Linked DNA regions of Rattus norvegicus: region 2 is linked to region 1. A link is a contact called in public Hi-C data. All regions are on one chromosome and are shown on one strand. The core of a region is the stretch at or near the end of the contact, and the rest is flanking DNA. Distances in the headings are between cores, read along the strand shown. Region 1 holds the start of Fermt2 (FERM domain containing kindlin 2). Region 2 overlaps Ddhd1 (DDHD domain containing 1).

Region 1 (2,845 bases), core at 29-2,528:
AGCCCTGGCTTACAATCGAGGCAGAATCAATCCAGTATCCATGTGTACTCAAATAAATACTGTCAACTTCAACTCAGTTTAGTGTCTGCTTGAAAAGAAAAAAAAAAAGAAAAAAAGAACCACCAAAAAAACGAAGTTCTTTCATTGGCTTCTTAATGCTCGAAATAGCTCACTTCCAACTCAGAATACAGATACCAAGTTTGTGAAGCACTGCCCCACCCCTCGCAAGAGCTCAGAGTGGAACATTTCAGGGCACTCCATCACGTAGTACAGCTACAGAAACTTCATACCGACCGACGCCAGTGCACACTCTCCCCAATAAACAGCGTCATCCACACCCAGGTTCAATGAGGGTATGAGGCGTTAACACCTACAGACCCGTAATACCACATTCACAACTTTCACCTGCATACTCTCCTCCTCGTTGCTTTCAACAAGTCGTCCCGGGAATCCGCAGTTAACTATTTAGTAGGCTCGAATCACTACCTTATGTAAAAATCAAAATAACAAACAGGACGCGGAGGGGAGCGAGTCTATGCGCCCCGATAGCAACAAATTTCGCATTTTAAGCGCAGCACACGCCGGGTGCTAGGATCTCCCAATCCCACCCCTCCCCCCGCCGTCTTTCCTCCCCACCCCCTCCTCTCATTCTGGGAAGTCTTCATTGGAGGCATCAGGGGTGCTACTCACCGAGTTTTTCCACCAACTTCAGCATCACCCCTCCGATGTGCACCTCCCCGGTCACTCTGAGGGTGACATCACGGTTCAGGTCGGTGACATGGACGCTCAGTTCCCACGTCCCGTCCGCGTAGCAGCCATCTGGCATCCTTATCCCGTCCAGAGCCATGGCTCCTTCCTGCGAGCGCGGAGGAAATGGCTCTCGTCAGCGTCACTCCCCCAAAGGAAGACAAACCCCACCGAGTCCACGGCGCCGGCCGCAGCAAGGGAGAAGGCGGAGGAGCCGCGGCTAAGCGCGCACCCCCGAGGGCCCGGTTGCGGGCGCCTCGGCACCCAGACCGCGGCCTCCGCCCGCCGCACCCGCCTAGCGGACTCGGGCGCCTTCACCTGCCGCCGCTGCGCCCGGCCCGCTCCGCGCCTCCCCACCCGGCCCGGGTGACCGCGCTGCGCTGGCCCGCGCTCCGCTCCGCTCCGCCGCGTCCTCCCCGCGCTCTGTTCTCCCGCTGCGCCCCTCACCGTGCTCCTCCCGCCCGGCTCCCGCGGCAACAGGCGAGGCCGGCGGCGCCCGCGTCGCTGCTTCTGAGGGAAGCGAAGGCTCCCGCTGCGGCTAATGGAGTCCCGGCGCCGCGGCCCCCGCCCCACCCCCTCTCCCCGCCCCGGCCCCGGCCCCCGCCCCGCAGTACCGCCCGCAGCCGGCCTCCGCCCCCTCCTCTCCGGCTCTCCTCCCGCCGCGCTCCCGCGGGGGCCGCGCGCGCTCTGGTGGGGCCCGGGCGGCGCGCGCCTCGGGGGAGCGCCGCGGGGGGAGGCGGCGGCCGCAATCTCGGCCCTGCGGAGCGCTGCCCTTTTATGGAAATGAAGGACCAGGCGCAGGGATGGAATCCAACATCCGGGCTCTCGGCTGCGGAGCTGGGGAGGGGGGCGGGGGCGCGCGCGGGGCCGAGGCGGCGCCTGCAGCGGGGTCCCGGGTTCGTGCGTGAGAAGCAGCCTCGCCAAGTTCCCAGACCCCGGGACCTGTGCGTGGAACCCGGGCGCGAAGGCACCGCGCCGGGGAGCTAGGGAGAGAAGTTGGGATGCAGAAACTTTACGATGTCTGCCTTGAACATCCCACAAGAGTAGGAGAAAGGACAGAGGAGCGATGAGCCACAAAAGTTGCCTGGCAAGCAGGGTCCCCCTCCAATCCGCAGCTCCTGCGGGACCCCGAGAGATGGCGAGCATTACAAATCCCTCGGACACAAATGCCTGCCAGACCCAAGAGGGTGGCCCATGCGCTCCTGCTGGAAAAGGGGGACCACCCCCCACCCCCTCCCCGGGCAGTGGCTTACCCGAGACCGCTTCTCCACCCTCGCCAACTGTTTGCGCGTATTTGGGACTTTTCCTCCACAACTTAGAGGACTCAGTGTTCTGGTTGCACGCACATTCTCTTCCTCACCCTCCGACACACCTCGAAGACATTTAAGTAGCTCTGAACCGGTGTTCAGAGGACAGAACTTTTACCTGTTATAGACTTTGACTAGTGATAGAGAACGATCTCCGACAGCCCACTTCCACGTTCCCTTTAACTATTACACTCTGTTGAAAGGAACTGTTCAGAATCAGCAAGTCAGGGAGAGTCAGATAAGACACTGTAAAAGATCCAGGCTTTTAAAAAGTGTCTTGGACTTCTTGAACTGCCCTACACGCTTCAAAGGGGAAATCTACCGCGCAAACAACCCTTTGTTCATCCATACAACATCGAAAGAAAAAGCACAGTCGCCAGAAAGGAGTGGACACCCGTAAGGGAGTGAAAGCAGAAAAACTTAGTCAAATGCCAGAGGTTTGGGAGTGGAAAAAAAAGGGAAACCACTCATCTAACGCTAGCTAGTCATCATGGAGAAACTGATGCCTCTCTCTAAGCTTGCCTCTCTCCAGTTATTTCTACTTGTAGACGTTTGTGAGTGGTTTACTTAGAAACAGTGTTGTTCAGGGTGGAAACGGCGTTGATGAAATTATGTTGTTGGAAAAATATAGGAGAATGTTTTTTAATAATGTAGAGAATTAGTTGCGTGGGTAAAAGATAAAAAACAAAACAAAACAAAAAAACAAACAAACAAAACACTTTACAAACCAGGCGTAGTGGTGCATGCCTTTAATCCCAGCGCTCGGAAGACAGAGGCTGGCAGATCTTTCT
Region 2 (3,180 bases), core at 614-3,113, 80 kb after region 1:
GAATTGTTTACACATGGCCCTAATGACTTGCAAACACAGTTTGAGCACTGGAAAGGACTGACAGATGCTGTTGCCCACGTAAGGATGCCAGCCCCGCCCACTGCCTGTTCCCCCTGGGGTGCACTGAGTGTGCACAGGCTGGGCAGCCTCTTGGGTGCCACTCAGAGCAGTCTGCTTGCTGGACATTTCAAAATTCAGGGTGGCAGACACAATAAGAACACAGAGCTCCCAGTAACTGCAATGGAGTCTGTTAAAAGGGTTGGAGGAGTCCCTCTCTTGTCAGCTTCACAAAGGGAGTGGGTACTTTAGCATTTGTCTCTCCTTACCATAGATGGGAAGACACAAAGTGTCAGTGCTATTACTGGACACTTAAAAGTTCACAGACAAACCAGTGTTTTACAGTTATGTACAGTTTAATTTTAAAAAAATTAAAGTCTACTGGGAAAAAAGTCCACCTTAATGCTTCCTGTACCTACTCATAGAACCCCCTGTTATCCATTGGTAACCAGGGCAGGAACAGAAGACAGAGTGGGACCCAATAGAATGCCTTGCCTTGGAGGGCTTATAAAGCTGCATAGGAGAGTGTGGTTAGCTGCATAGGAGTGTGTGGTTAGCTGCATAGGAGAGTGTGGTTAGCTGCATAGGAGTGTGTGGTTAGCTGCATAGGAGTGTGTGGTTAGCTGCATAGGAGAGTGTGGTTAGCTGCATAGGAGAGTATGGTTAGCTGCATAGGAGAGTGTGGTTAGCTGCATAGGAGTGTGTGGTTAGCTGCAGGACAGAGCAGATTGTCAGAGAGAGGACACATCAATAGTGACACGAAACTTAAAGACGTATTAATAAAATTGTACTTTGTAGAAGCTAGGGGGCCTACCCTAGCGTCTTGTGACCCTTGTGCCAGAGAGTCCTAATCTAGCAACTTGCCAATGCAGACACTAAAACTACACTTGCCTGGAAAATATTCTTTTTTTAAAATTAATTTACTTATGCCTAGAAAACATTCTTTCTTTTTTTTTTCTTTTTCGGAGCTGGGGACCGAACCCAGGGCCTTGCGCTTGCTAGGCAAGCGCTCTACCACTGAGCTAAATCCCCAACCCCCCTAGAAAACATTCTTAAAACACATTACCTTTTCTTTAAAATGCCTAAGACCTGTGTGGATCACAGGGTTCCTGCTCTGCCCGCCCTCCCCATCCCTCCCGAGCTGGAGATAAAGCAGGGAGCTGAAGCAGAGGACTGTGGGACTAACATGCAGAGTCGAGGAAGCCGGAGCTGCTGTGCGGCAGGGTCTGCGTGGCCACGGTGGTGGTGGAGGGTGAAGAGACAGGCTTCTTCTCCTCTTCCGCTGAGTCCTTAGATGGCTCCGACGGCTGTGGTGTGGAGGACCGTCCGAACCTTGAGAACAACATTCCTCCAAGCCCCTTTCCAATGCTAGCAGCCCCTGCATGGCACAAAACAGGGCCGTCGGTCACTCAGCTGACTGAGCTCTCTGCTGACTCTGCTCACGGCACCCTGGAGGGCACCACCCAGAATTACAGCCGACTGCAGAGGGACTCAGCCCTACTCACTCTTCCCCAGGGTGGGGACCTAAAAATACTCCAATTTTACTGTAGATTTCAAGTAAGAATGATGTTTAAAAGAAGTGAAGTATAAATTCTAAAACTACAGATAGAGGAATATACAACAAAGGCAACCAAGGTGTTATTTTATCCCAATCTTCATTATAATGAAGTATATGGCAAGATTAAACATATTTAACAAAAGACCCATGCTGTTGACATGGGGACTCTACCTACTATTAATGGGTATACGTCTTACTAAATTTATGCTATAAAAAGCCACTAGTAACCTTTGCACATGACATCAACTAGCAAGCAAGTCTGATAGCTCAGGCCTACTTAGAGTGCCATCTTGTGGCACTTATAAAGAGGACACTGTCAGAAACAAAGGGCAAATTCAAGTGCTATGCTGGCACAGAAAGTTACTCGAGGAGAGACGAATATCCCTATTGCCTAGGGAAGCAAAAGGACTAAAGAATTTCACTTTGAGAGGACATCGGAGTCCTTGATGCTCCCAGAATGCAGAAGAGCAATAAAACAGCAGTTTTAGGATCCCTCAGCAAGTCACAGAGCCAAGACTGTAAGGAGCAACAGAATGTCCTTTCTTTTCCATCAGTCTAGTCAGAGGATGTCAGAGAATCTGCTTCAGTCAGCAGGGAAGCTCATGCAGAAGGGGTGACAGGTAAGGAATGAGCAACGTACCCAGTATGCTCGCTTTGCCAATGTTAGTTATGGATTCCCCATAGTGGCGCCGAGATAAGACTGGGGAGGTTACAGGGCTCGGGATAGCTGCGATGTTCTCACTCTCTGAAGCTGAGGTAGGCTCTTTTGCTGGGTTGAGAAAGTTTGGCTTCATATGCTCATAAGGTAGAGGGTTCGAAGTGTTGTACCAGTGGATCTGGACTGGAGAAATGTTGCTGTAGTGTTTCAGAATCAATGGCTCTAATCTGTAGGCCTAGATTTTTAAAAATGCAAAGAAACATGACATTAATTCACAATTTCTGGATTTTAGTAAAATGTTTATCCCTAAAGCTGTTGAATAAAAATCTTAGAGCAAGAATTTTAAAAATGGCTATTTGAAAAACATTTCTGTTAATATATGAGGCTGTCTAATTACACGTCCCTAATAATGAGAGTATGAAAACAAAAGAAAAATAACAAAAACTGAGTTAGCTTTGACTGCCAGTGTCTACTAACTCATTTTCAGAGAAAAAGACTGTTTTACTAATTCTGACATGATCTAACAGGACTTTTGTCAGACTCACAAAGCTGAAGTGGATGACGGCCCAGACCTTATTACACTTGATTTCAAACACGTGACTCCAGCAAGAGTCTAACTTGAAAGCCAAGGAAGGGAAGCATCTAGCAAGTCAACTGTTAGTAGTGGTGTGGTTCAGATTCTCACCTGTCACCAACCCACGGCCATTTGTTATGTCACAAAGCTCTCAGCGCTGTCTTAGAGGAAAGGAGAGCAAGTCTGTAAAACCTGGCTGATGCAGGTCTGCACAAGGCATTACGAGAGCATTAGGATAAAGCAGAGCAGCTTGGCAAGACGCCCGCCTAGGACGTGTGAAACTCTGGGTTCGAATCCCAGCACCAGACACAGAAAGATGAATTTGAGATGTTC

What was found. A called contact is a pair of places that touch in the nucleus more often than the background predicts.
Region 2: a Hi-C map of Schwann cells shows a contact between it and region 1, with 2.8 times the contacts expected there. The contact joins the enhancer-like site here to the promoter of Fermt2 in region 1. A contact is called at or near these places in 1 of 12 Hi-C or Micro-C datasets (Schwann cells) and 1 of 1 datasets of contacts at active chromatin or transcription factors (oligodendrocytes).

The regions. Positions count from the first base shown.
Region 1 is chr15:21,230,172-21,233,016 of GRCr8, forward strand. Fermt2 (FERM domain containing kindlin 2) reads right to left here and starts at 1,279. Exons shown (of 15, transcript NM_001011915.1): 1 at 1,195-1,279; 2 at 691-856. The coding sequence starts at 847. All of the region lies in intron 1 of Rps10l6 (ribosomal protein S10-like 6), which reads left to right.
Region 2 is chr15:21,309,683-21,312,862 of GRCr8, forward strand. Ddhd1 (DDHD domain containing 1) reads right to left here. Exons shown (of 12, transcript NM_001033066.2): 10 at 2,256-2,508; 11 at 1,244-1,435. It overlaps LOC108352894 (a long non-coding RNA gene), which reads left to right. Exons shown (of 4, transcript XR_010058119.1): 3 at 1-3,180. Among named protein-coding and RNA genes, the nearest start is that of Rps29-ps19, 34 kb to the left of the region's middle. Within about 2 kb of position 1,864, at least 22 of the 93 cell types and tissues checked have an H3K27ac peak or open chromatin away from gene starts, as enhancers often do. A contact at or near this core is called in Schwann cells, where this site is marked.